Regions from separate parts of the Mus musculus genome. Here region 2 is linked to region 1. Evidence: chromatin contacts called from public HiChIP or PLAC-seq data. All regions are on one chromosome and are shown on one strand. The core of a region is the stretch at or near the end of the contact, and the rest is flanking DNA. Distances in the headings are between cores, read along the strand shown. Region 1 holds the start of Gdap1l1 (ganglioside-induced differentiation-associated protein 1-like 1). Region 2 holds the start of Hnf4a (hepatic nuclear factor 4, alpha).

Region 1 (6,750 bases), core at 3,244-5,743:
GAGGATGTAACATCTCAACACAACTCTAACAAGGGGACGGAGAGATCCATGTGAGGACATGGGCAGGGAGTTTCAGGGGAAGAGCATCCGCTGCAGAGGCATAAAGCAGAGTCATAGGGAGATGTCTGAAGCATCAGGAGGCCAGGACAGGTGGGTGAGGACCAGGAATGGAGTATAAGGATTATGTACTATGATTTAATGAAGATTCCCAGACTCAGGCAGGGAGCCATGTGCAAATAAATTCAGGGAGTCCGTGAGTGAGGGCAGGGATGACATGTTCCTTTAGTGACAGAAGTTCCCTGACTGTTATCCCTTCTTTAAGGACGTGGGCAGACAGGTCGGGTGTGGGTGTGGCTTGACAGTTGTTGCAGTTACTCAAAGTATGTGTATACTCACTGGGACTTGAAGAGGACCTGCCTCCAGACTGTGTCAGATAGTGGGCTGGTGCAGAAAGACACGTCATTACATGGAGTGGTGGTATTAAAAATATTCCCATAGATGACCTTGAAAACAACTGGGTCCTTTTCTGCTCTAATTACCCTACCATGGGACGTTATTCAACTGAAAACAGTGTGCTGAGAAGGATCCATGGCTATCTGTGACTGCATCCTGACTCCCAATCATGTTAGGTGCCTTTGGGCCATTGCGAGGATCCTGCTGAACACACAGTAGGTCAGGCTGGTAGGAAGTGCCCAGGAGTTTGAAAGACGAGATAGTTATCCTTTCAGCTCTTGCATGGAATCAGGAGTACTGGTCCCTGGCAGGACCCAGACCTAAGGCTTTTAACTTTGGGGGCTGAAGGCTGGTACAGGGCTCCTCGCAGGCACAGCTGGGACAGGGGAAGGGTCCAAGAGGATGGGGCGAAGGAACCTCTACTCAGATATGTTTCAGGGTGCCAGGATAGCCTGAGACCACTCTCATAGAAATAGCAAGATCATCACCAGGCCACTCTTACATCCGTCTACTGTCCCAAGTGATGTACAGACAGCCTTATGTGAACTAAAGCATACACTCCCTACAGATACTCTGGGATGTGGTACCAGTACCTGTGAATACCCCAACACTGTCACTATCCAAACTTTACAAGAGGAAACAAGCCTAGAGACTATGCATGACCTGGCAAAGCTAGCCAGTAGCAAGTAGCTTAGTTCTGTAAAAAAAAAAAAAAAAAAACCCAAAAAAAAAAACAAAAAACAAAAAAACAAAAAACAAAAAACAAAACAAAAAAAACAAGCTAAAACAAAACAAAATAAACAAACAACCTAGCAGATATAAGGGGGATGGGGAGTGGTGTGTGGGTGTGTGTGTGTGTGTATCTGTGTGTGTATATATAATGTAGAGGACACTGGGATAGGAAAGGCTATTCATTCTGTATGGGGAAGGAGGGATGCTGGCAGGTGGTAGCTGATATATTTTCCTATTGAGGAAACTGAGGTTCAGAGAAGGCCATGGACATATGGGAGCCATACTCATATTCCCAGTAAGCAGTCTTAGCTTCTTCCCAGCCCTGTGGCCTCTGACCACCACCCAGGACAGTGCCTGAGCACTCCGTCAGTGCGCAGTTGTGTAATCAATCAGGAGCTCCATCCATGACCGTGCATGGCATCACTCAGTCCTCACACCCTCAGGTTGAGTTACTAGTGTTGCCCACAAAAGACCAAACAAGGTGAAACCTAGAGAGGTTATGATATCCACAGGGTCTGAGAGGGACAAGGACTGAATGTGTCTCATGTCACAACTGGTGTCTTCATGGCAGTCAGCAATCACAGAGTCCTTGGCACATGCCATGTACTTTCTAGGCAATGCTCAGGAGTTCACATACTGCCTTTACCCCCCAGTTTATCAAATGCATCACTGAGACACAAGAGGCAAAGTAATGTGTGTATATAGTCCTGCTAGTCAGGGGCAGCCCAGCTGGCTAGGCCCAGAGTCTAGACTTTGGGCTCATACATGATCTTGCTGCCCTTAGGATCTACTACAGTCCCCAGTGCCCACAGGGATTGCCATCACTCTCTAAGGTAGGACATTTCTGCAAGTAAGAGCTCAGATACAATCAAGGAGGGGCTTCCCAGAGATTCTGCAGCAAGCTTGGCCTAAGGGCCAAAGGGGAAGATGGAATGCACCCACTGTGTTCCTACTGCACACTAGGCTCTTAACACACACCAGTGTTCTGGAAATCCCCCAGGCAATCTGCAGAGCCCAGAGAAAAGCAAGGCCCTGTTTGCAGGTGAGGATTGAGTCATAGACAGGTGAAGTGACTTGCCCAGAGTCACTCAGAGGATAAACAGCCAAGAGGATATGAACCCAGCCAAATGATTGTCAAACCCATCCTCCTATTCCTGTGTGCTGCTTTCAGGCTGTGTGACTGTACCCTGGTGGAGGAGGCACGAGGATGCCTAGCTAGCTTGAGAGACACTTAGCCTAAAGGAGTGCTGCTGTGAGTAGTCCCTTCCCTAACTCCAGCCCACCTATGCCCCACGCTCAGGCTGAATCGTGAATCTTCCCTGAGAGAGGAGCAGGAGAGTCTCTAGAGGGACAGCAGGGGGATGCCTCCCACTACCACATATTGTATCCCAGTCATCGAGGTCTGCTTCCAGAAGGTTTGCATTGGGAGAGTTCTGGGAACTGGAGGTCAGTCTGACCCATCTTCAAATCCCCAGTGTCGTGTACAACCCAGGACACACTCAGCAAGCAAGTAGGTGCTTGGTAAGCACATGAAAATGCATGGACAGGTCTCAGAGTGACCTTGGCTAGCTTCGACTCTTCTTTATCTAGCAATTTTTATTTTGATGCTGAGATTTGAGTCCAGAGCCTCGTTCACGTTAAGCACAAGCTCTGCTACTGAGCTGATCCCTGTTCCACCCCCTAACACTTTAACAAATCCTCACACCCTTATCAACAGACCCTCCATCCCTTACCAGGCATCAACAGCAACACTCTCTCTACACAATTTCACATCATCCTCACGGTAGCTCCCCTGCAGAAGTGACAATGTTTATTCCACTTTACAGATCAGAGCGCTTAGCCTTTGGAGAGGTAAACCGAGGCATCCAAAGCTTCATAGTGGGCCAGCGAAGAAGATGGTTCTCCCACTGGGCTCTCCCTGGCTAATCTCAGACTCAAGGACTCTAAATTGGGAGACCAAAGAGTGATAGGTAGCCCAACTTTCTCAGTATCACCTAGGTGGGCCTCTAGACTAACAGCCATCTGGGGCAGATTCTGGCAGGCTGTGTCTTAGCCAGGATCATGAAGTGATTTCAAGGCACAGTGGGGTGTGAGTAGAGCCAGCCTGGAGTACTGTTGTGTCACCCCTTAAACAGCCCCTCCAGAAACTCTACTGAGGGGTTCAAGTTCCTGGTGGCTATTATTACCTCTATCACTATCCCATTTTTCAGGTTATAAAACTTAACCTGGACCAAAACACAAATCCAAGTCTTTGTTTTCCCAAGCATTTATCTTCAGCAATACTTGCCGGCCCCCATGTGTAAAATGAAGGCATGGGACAGGGCGGTGGGGAGCTGGGGTAGTCAGGTAACAAACAGCTATGCCTTAGAACGAGTTCTGGGCTCTGGCCATGGTGCTGAACCCACTGGCTACAGACAGGACTGCTACCCAGGCAGGGTGGGAGACTGAGTCCCTTAGAACCACCAGGTATTGGGCGCAGAGCCTAATCTCACTCCTACAAAGCGGAAACCCCGGTGACAGTACTAAGGTGTACTTTCAACTGCCCCTACCCTAGAAAGGAGGGGAGTGTTCTAAGTGGTCTAAGGAGCCAAAGCCGGTCTGTGCCTTTAAGAGCAAAACAAATCTGATGGGCAAGCCAGCTGCTCTGAGGGGATGGGTTAACTCCTTCCTTCTCAGCTCTTGAGAAAGGGTGACGGCGGGAGGAAAGACTTCCTAAGTCCCTGACTGAAGAAGACCCCTGCTAGAACGAGGGCCTCAGAGCTGTGGCCCGAGAGTGTCTGGAACAGTGGATGGGATGAAAGCTGGCCTAAAGTGAGGCTTCCTCTGCTCAGCCCCATCAGGCCGCTTGCCGGCAGGGCAGGTCTGTCCCCGGCCTTTGTCTCTCTGTTCAGGTGTCCCCAGGAGGAAACGAGGCCTAAGGAGATGCTCCTGGCATTGGGGCAGGGCTCTGCGGCCCCTCAGGACAGTTCCCTCCGGGGACCCCCGGTGCTACCTGCCTCTCTCTCCGGTCCCCTCCCAGTCGCCTGTCCGCACCCCGCGCCCGCTCTACCTTCTGCGAGCTGAAGGACTGGGTCCAGTGGTACAGAACCAGGCTCTCCTTGGGCCAATGGGCGGGGCTGGATGCCTCGGGCGCGTCGGGGGTCTCCACCGGCTTGGCTGCATCGCTCTCCAGTGCCGAGATGGGCCACCAGCTGCAGTTGGTGGGGGTCAGGTTGTTGGGGGTCGCCATGACAGCCCGCGATCCGAGGAAGGAGGAAGGAGGCGGCTCGGCAGCGGCTCGCTGGCGCCCAGCATCACATGGCCTCTTCGAGCCTGCCCCTCTTCCTCCTCCCCCTCCCCGCGATGTCATTACTCACTGGGTGCAGGAGGAGGGGCAAGGGGATCCCGGGGCTCTTTCCTCCTCCTCCCAGCTGGAGGTCCTCCCTGAGGGCCCTAGGGAGGGAAGGTTGCAGAAACCCGGGCCAAGCCCCCCAGAGCGCTCACAGTTGGTCAGTCACCTGCCAAAGACTTCACCATAATTACGCATTTGTGCCTCTCAATCTTGCGGAAACACTTCTTAGTTTAGATAAATGGCAGTATAGAGGTCTGTTAACCCTTTTTCACAAGTAGTGTCTGGAGATAGCTTTATTTGAAACTCCATTTTCTGATGTTCCCCTTCCTAAAGGGTTTCCAACAGCAGAAGGGGATGAATTGTAATTTGTTAACCACATCGGCACTTTCTCTCTGCCCAGGCACAGGCACTAAGGGCTTTCCAGCGGTCTACCCCTTTGGCCTGATTTACAGAGGAAGAAAGGGAGGCTCAGAGGAGAAGTGACCTTGCTCAAGGTCATAGAGCTGCTAACTGGTGGAGCTGAGATTCAAACTCAAGGCTGGCTTCATACAGGACGGGACTGGCTCGTGATTCAGCAGTCCTGCAAGCAGCAACTCAAGCTCTTTAAAGGAATCATGTGTCTTAGCTATGTAGACATGACTTTCCCAGGTGAGGAGGGGTACCATTGGTGGGATCCTAGGTGACACCATTACCCTAGGATATGTAGCCAGGTAGGAGTCTGTAGACAGCCCTTGTGCCTCTCCTGTAGGAGATTTTAAATGTTCTTTGGAACTTAGGTAAGGTTACCTAAGCATACCCATGCTTCCCCTGGAAAATATTTTATTAGATATTTATTTATTTGTATGTGTATGGGTGTTTTTGTCTGCATGAATATGTCTGGGTGCCAGATGCATGTCTAGTGCCCTCGGAGGCCAGAAGAGGTGTCAGATCCCCTGGAATTGGAGTTACAGTTGTTAGACACCATGTGGATTTGAACACCAGTCCTCTGGAAGAACAGCCAGTGTTCTTAATAGCTGAGCCACCTCTTCAGTCCCAGAATATGAATGTTATTAATGTCATAATTTACCTTTGAGAAGTGGACCCCGAGATAGTAGTTGAAAAATACAGTTGCTGGCCCCTAAAGAGTGGGAGAAGTTATAAGAAATATATCCTTGGGCAATGTCTGCAAACGTCACAGAATGTACTTATGTAGGCCAATTTTACTAAGAACCCCTGTCTCGTGAGCCCGTTTGTCGAACCCTGCTCTTATGAGTTAGTGTAACTGGGAGAGCAGGCCTCACTGTTTGCTGTTTCGGAGTCCTGGACACTTCACCTCACAGACAGTGTTGAAGACGTGGCTGGTCTTTTTTTTATTTTTATTTTTATTTTTATTTTTATTTTTATTTATTTATTTTTTTCTTCTACTAAAGTAAGCGAACTTCTGTGGAACTTTTTCTTTCCTTTATGCCATGGCTGCCAGGAGCCTGGAGCTGCATTTTTTTCTGAGTCTCATTGTTTAATTGGTCTCCCCAGGTTTTTTATTAGATCGCTTTCCACGAACCAGGCTGAATGGTCCTGTAGCAGCTGTCTGCATGCTGGAGAACCTGGGAGCTCAGAAGCTGCTTAGTCTGTGGGGGTGAAGTTTCAGCACTTCTAACAGGGCTCTGCAGGCCTAGGGAGCTACTAGTCTTTGGATTGGAAGGCCAAAGAAGCTGGGTTCTGTCCCAGTGAAGGATGATGGCGATGGCGGCAGAAGCAGCAGCCAAGTACATGCACTCTCCAGCAGGGCACAAAGGCAGGCAGGCAAAAAGCAGCCCTTCTTTTTCTTTAGATCTTTTTATACTGGGCTATCAATAGGCATAGGTGGTGTCCATAGTAGGGAGGGGGTGGTCTTTCTCCTTCGGTTAATCATTCTAGGAAATACCACTTGGTTTGGTGAGGGTTTCTATTGCTATGATGAAATGCCAAGACTAAAAGTAACTTGGAGAAGAAAGGGTTTATTAAGATTATATATCTCGGCCAGGCAGTGATGACACACGCCTTTAATCTCAGCACTTGGGAGGCAGAGGCAGTCAGATCTCTGAGTTTGAGGCCAGCATGGTTTATAGAGTGAGTTCCAGGACAGTCAGGGCTACACAGAGAAATCCTGTCTTGAAACATAAAAACAATTACATATCATGAATTGTAGTTCACTGAGGGCAGAACTTCAAACCAGGCAGGAATATGGAGGCAGGAGCTGATGCAAGCAGAGGCCA
Region 2 (6,298 bases), core at 894-3,393, 110 kb before region 1:
TGGCCAGGAGTGTGACAGCAAATACTGTCCCTGTTTGGGGGGGGGGGGTCACGTGTTACCATCTCCGGCAGAAGCAAGTTGTTCGCCCTGAACACTTCCCTGAGTAAACCCCTCTGAATCACCCCTGTCCAACGAAGCTGGGGTAAAGAAACCCATTTCCATACTGCACAAGAGACAAAGAAGGAGGTAGTGTACCCAAGGTCACATGGTACTTGGCAAGAGATACTAGGGGCAAGCATCGGGGGAGGGGGGAGGGGGCAGGGGGACTGACCATGGACAGAGCCCACACGCTGCCTCCTCCTTCTAGCTAGATTGAGAGCGCACACAGCTTTCCAGACCTAAGCTTTGAATTCTGAAAGGAAGAGGAAGCATCATGGAGGGAGGGTGGTGGCAGGCCAGCCTCAGCCAAGTGCCATCTCTCTCTCCAGTGCTAGCCTTGAACCTGGTCCCGTCCCTTCCAGAAGCTTCCCAGGACACCTGCCTTCTCAACCCTCTGGCAAAGGAAACACCCACCACCCCACAGACACATACTCGGTGATATTGGAGCAGGTGTTTGAAGGATGGTGACACAGGGACAACAGAGACACAAAACACACAAGCTGCTGCCACGAATGCCAAGTTTTGGTAGAGAGTCACAGTGAAGAAGACTCTCACAACATAACCCTGGTGCTTTAGAAGGCTGGATCAAAGGACCTCAAGTTCCAGGCTGGCCTGGGAGTATGTTCTAAGTTTCAAGCCAGCTCAGGAACACATATGCCCTGTATCAAAAACCAAAACCAAAAACAAACAAACAAACAAACAAACAAAACCAGGCTGGGTCTAGTGGGTGCATGCCTTTAAACTTGGCATTTGGGAAGCAGAGGCAGGTGGCACTCTTGTGAGTTTGAGAATAGCCTGGTCTATGTAGTGAGTTTCAGGACAGCTAGAGCTACGTAGAGACCCTCTCTCAAAAAAATAAAACAACCAACCAAACAAAAAGAGTCCTACCAAATTGACACTACACAATCTTGTATACCAGAGAGTGGTGCCCAGTATCACAGGGGCTATATGCACATATCAAAAGCAAAATGCCATGCAGGGCCACCAGGCAGAAAGCACAGGGTATGGCCACATTTACAAGTATGTTAGATCTGTCATCCACATTTACAGACACTATACATACAAATATGTATTCAAACCAAACCAACCAAACAAACAAAACCAAAACCAAACCAAAAACCAAAAACCAAAAGATCCTGGAGACAGAACTACAGACCATTCGACGCATACAGATGAAGCTGGGACACAAACTCAAAAAGGGGAAAAGGCACGCAGCTGTATTGCATTTGCCGTGCCTCTCATACTCTTACAAGGACACCTAGGACCGTACGTGTAAACGCACACCGCTATGTTGGCCTTTTAGACAGGAAGCCCAGAAATTCTACTTTTCTCCTGAACTCCAGTTTCCCAAAGTCTGAAACGCAGCCGTGCCTCCTGTCACAATCACTAGAGACAAGACAGACCTTTTGTAGCTTGCACGTAAAAGGGCCCAGGGGCCCGAAGATAGGGCCATGTTGGACAGGATTGATTTCTGCAGCCACCCGGAGGAAGCTCACTATCACGGCCCCATTTCCTTAACATGGTAATCGGGACAGCCTAAGACCCCCGGGGGCCTAAGTAGGGAGGGTCTGGGGAATTTTTCTGTTGGAAATCCACCTCGGCAGGCCTCGGTCACCCAGAATGCCTCTGGCCACAGTACGACGAAGGCCCATTTGCTTCGCCTGGCAACACCTGTACGAGCCTATAGGACCAACCTACAATTTTCTGCATTTTCCCTCCCATCCCAAAGTCTAGTGCCAAAGACCCGCTCCATACCTCAGTCCAACTGCCCCCACCTACCATTGCCCATGGTCAACACCTGCACATTTTCAAACTCCAGGGTGGTGTAGGCTGGGTCCAGGGCAGCGCTGTAGTCGGCCATATCCATGCCGGCAAGGGTTTTAGAGAGTCGCATTCTCCCCTACCCACGCCTTAGCCCCCTGTCCTGCCCGGCCCAGGATGCCACCCAAGCCCCTGGGCTGAGCCCCAGCCCCCCCCGTCCCCGCCCTCCTCCTGCCTCCTCCCAGGTCCCTTCTCTGCCTTCCTCTCTTTCAAACTGTCCTCTGGGAGACTCAGCCTGGCGTCCTGGCCTAGCCTCTGCAGAGGGTGGAGGCTCTGTGGGGAGGGGTAGGAGTTAATGGTTAATCACCCCCGTTGCTGGGTAGGCTGGGTGGAGCCACGAGGATTTGGCTGTTTGTTGGTTTCTGACTGACACCTGGGGTGCTAATTACAACTGTTGCCCCCCCCCCCACCTCCCGCTCATTAATAGTCACTTACCAATCTTCCAAGGCAGGCACCCAACAGGACTGGCATTGGTTGGACCCCTTGCCTCAGCAGCCCCCAAGTCTCACCAAGGTGGACAACCCAGCTGACATGTTTAGACACTGGCAAGCCTACCACTATGAAGCCCTAAGCCAATCACGTCCCAGATCATTGACTTCTATCCTCAATTTGAGATAAAGCTGTCCTGGGTCGCTTGAACTGGAAACCTAACACCCAAGCCCACACTTGGGTCTTTCGGATCTTGCTGAAGAGGATTCTTCTGGTTCCCTTCTGGTTTGTCACATGCTTTGGGAACCGCTGGGACTCACCCAGCGGTTGGATATCTCTTGGTTGCTCCAGCTGAACCATAGATGGTTTCCTGAAAACACTGAATGCTTGCACAGTGCATACCCCTCCCAGGACAGGCACAGACAAGAGCTGCAGCCCATAGACCTGGGCTTCCGCTCAGGCACCTGCCCCATGAGAACTGTGACACTAAGTAAATGATTCTCCTCCCAAGCCTCAGTTTCCATCTCCTAGACTGCATGGGGCAATCTGAAAGGGTAGTTTGGGTAATACATAAGATCTAAAAATAACTGTCAAGGTGCGTTGGCTAACGCCTCACCCCCAAACCATCATTTTGTCTTGCTATGGAGCCCAAGTTGAGCTCAAATTCTTGACACTCCTGCCTCAGCCTTCCAAGAGCTGGAACTAACAGGAATGTGCCACCATGCCCAACTAATTCCTCTTCTCATTTTAGGGTCCCTCTTCCCTTTTGCCCAAACTAACTTCCTTCCTTCCTTCCTTCCTTCCTTCTTTCCTTCCTTCCTTCCTTCCTTCCTCCCTCCCTCCCTCCCTCCCCCCTCTTTCTTTCTTTCTTTCTTTCTTTCTTTCTTTCTTTCTTTCTTTCTTTCTTTCTTTCTTTTTCTTTTCTTTCTTTTTTTTTTTTTTTTTTTGGTTTTTCGAGACAGGGTTTCTCTGTATAGCCCTGGCTGTCCTGGAACTCACTTTGTAGACCAGGCTGGCCTCGAACTCAGAAATCCGCCTGCCTCTGCCTCCCCGAGTGCTGGGATTAAAGCCATGCGCCACCACGCCCGGCTTTCCGTTTCTTTCTATCCACCTTTTCCCCCTTTTCTCTGCATGGCTCAACATTCATTCCATTCTTTTAAAGGGTTTTTTTAAAAAATACAATATTTGTATGAGTGTTTTGCCTGCATGTATGTCTGTGCACCACATGCATACCTGGTGCCTATGGAGGCCAGAAGAGGGTGTTGGATCCCCTGGAATTGGAGTTACAGACAGTTGTGAGCTGCCATGTGGGTGCTGGGAATTAAACTCTGGTCCTCTGAAAAAGCAGCCAGTGCTCTTAACCACTGAGCCATCTCTCAATCCTACCCCTACCTTTTTTTAGCCTTTAAAACCCTTTTTCTTTAAATGTTCATTTCACTGTCTACATCCTTTATAAGGCTTGACTCTGGGCCTGGGGCACCTGTCCCTTTGTGTAGTCCCCCTCTGTGTTCTCTGCTGACACTTTTGAGACTCCCACTAGCTGGAGAAAGGAAGTCACAGAAGGCCGACTGTGAGGGCAGGACCTTAGGAAGCTTCAGGGCCTGTCTTGCTCAGCTAGTTGAAAGAGCAATTCAGAGGACATGGTAACGACACAGGGCAAGACTGAGAAACAGAGTCTGCTCTGGGATGAGAGAATGAACCAGAAAAGTCAGTGACTAGGAGACCAGGTGAATTACTGAGTGAATGACTGAAACTCATGAATATGTAAAAGGTGAATGAGTGAATGAATGAGTGAGTGAATGAGTGAGTGAATGAGTGAATGAATGAATGAGTGAGTGAGTGAATGAATGAGTGATTGAATGAGTGAATGAGTGAGTGAGTGAGTGAATGAATGAGTGATTGAATGAGTGAGTGAGTGAGTGAGTGAATGAGTGAGTGAGTGAATGAGTGAGTGAATGAATGAGTGATTGAATGAGTGAGTGAGTGAGTGAGCGAGTGAATGAGTGAATGGATGTGTAGATGAGCCTTAACACCATAGTGATACCATCAGATGCCCTGTTTCTGTACTTTATTCTGTCCTTTCCATCCTGTCCCTAGAGACAAGATGGCGGAAGGCAATCATGGAAAAGAAAGATATTAGACTCAGGGGTGAGTGCTGTGAGTTTAGAAACTCTCTGGGGCCCGCAGGATGGCTCGACAGGCAATGAATGGCATTTGCCTTGCAAGCTTGGTGATCTAAGTCAGACCTGGTGTGCCCTGCTTCTGTCATGGACACTCGCACATGATTAAACACAATTTCTATCACTCCTCAAGTGGATTTGTGGTTCTCATTCCTTCTCTGGGCAACTTTCATTACGGTGGGGAAAGATTCCAGGCTCATCCTTTGTTTCTTGGTAGAAGGGAGAGGAAAGATTGGAGCTTGCAACTGACACCTTAAGATCCCTAAAAGGTCTGAGGTTGACTTCGGACCCTTTCAGGCCCATTCTGGTTCCACTTAGCAAAGGGCTGGATTGGGTGGAAAGGGACAGCAGGTGACAAGCCACCCACAGCCACTCTACAGTATTTAGCACATCTGTCCTGCTCCCTGGAAAAGACACAGTTCCACCATTCTCTAAGCGGAGTGTGATCGTTAGCCAGTCAGAGGTTTATTAGGGCAGCAACCTAGTGAGTCTTTTTATGGATGATGATGTAGAATCCACTAAATACAGTCTGTGATGAACTAGGGTTGGCCAGGACACATCACGAATAGACAGAGCTATCAAGAGGAAAAGAGAGCTCAGGTGAGAAGAGTTGCTAGGTACACAAACCCTGGCACACATGGAGTGCTGCAGGCTCCACACCCGTGTCCCACCCTGTCACGACTCACGCACTGCAACCTACTCATTCATGGATCATAAACTGCATAACCGTCTCATTCATAATTCCCTCCACCTTCAGCTGACTCCGAGCAGTACCCTCCCGGCAGCCCTCCTTGGCCTACGGGTGTCACACTTGTGCGCTCTAATGGTCCTGGAGTCTGGGACAAGCAATTTGAAGCTAGTGTTCCTGAACCCACAGAAGGAGAGAACCGACCCCTAAGCATAGTCCTCTGACTTCAGCGAGATCATGCCCACCCTCAATCTACATCTCTATCGCTGTGCCCACCCCATCCCACCTCTCTATCTCTTTCTACCCACAAATAATAAATAGTTTTTTTTTAATTTAAAAACAATAAAAGGGTTCTGGGGAGATGGCTCAGTGGGTAGAGTGCTTGCCACACAAGCCCAAGGACCTGAGTTCAAGTCTTCCTCACCCACATGAAAAACTTGGCATGGCTTATATTGTTTCTAATCTCAGTAAAAGGAGGCAGAGATGGGGGAGGGGAGGGAGGGGATCTCAGGGCTCACAGACCATTCAACCTAAGCAAACAGTGAGCCCCAGGTTCAGTGAGAAGCCCTGTCCACAAGCAAAGCGGAATGTGGTAGAGGAGGGAGGGCACAGATGTCAGATCCACGCACACATACACATACTTATGCATGCTCAACCTACACATACATAGGCACACAGCCGTATAAGCTAAATCACAACATACGGACACACATCATACTAGTATTATTTCTGACCTCAGCAGGCTCAAATCGGGTTATGTATTCAAGATGGGATTTACTGTGTTACCCAACCCGGCCTTGAGTTCCTGGGCTCAAGTTCCCTCTGCCTCAGCCTCCCGAGAGTTGGGGCACAGGCAAGCACCACTTGTCTGGCCATTATACCATACATTCTCTTGACTCCTTAACAACATTAATCTTACAAGACAGCTAGTTACATAGCACTCCTACGGAGGCATATGTAATGTGAAGATGACTGAAAATACAGTGGATGGTGTATAGGTCATACGCAATGCAGCAGTCACTCATATCAAGTACCTGTGAATTTGACTATCTGAGGAGGGTGGGGACCCCCTTATGGATGC

Evidence for each region. HiChIP or PLAC-seq counts read pairs in DNA pulled down with a chosen protein or histone mark.
Region 2: an HNF4G HiChIP or PLAC-seq map of pancreatic cancer cells shows a contact between it and region 1. The contact joins the promoter of Hnf4a here to the promoter of Gdap1l1 in region 1. A contact is called at or near these places in 10 of 39 promoter capture datasets (the 3T3-L1 cell line, 3T3-L1-derived adipocytes, cranial neural crest and 5 more), 2 of 115 datasets of contacts at active chromatin or transcription factors (embryonic stem cells and pancreatic cancer cells) and 3 of 9 other capture datasets (adipose tissue, liver and pancreatic islet).

The regions. Positions count from the first base shown.
Region 1 is chr2:163,436,210-163,442,959 of GRCm38.p6, reverse strand. Gdap1l1 (ganglioside-induced differentiation-associated protein 1-like 1) reads right to left here and starts at 4,493. Exons shown (of 6, transcript NM_144891.2): 1 at 4,235-4,493. The coding sequence starts at 4,414.
Region 2 is chr2:163,543,000-163,549,297 of GRCm38.p6, reverse strand. Hnf4a (hepatic nuclear factor 4, alpha) reads right to left here and starts at 2,143. Exons shown (of 10, transcript NM_008261.3): 1 at 1,879-2,143. The coding sequence starts at 1,993.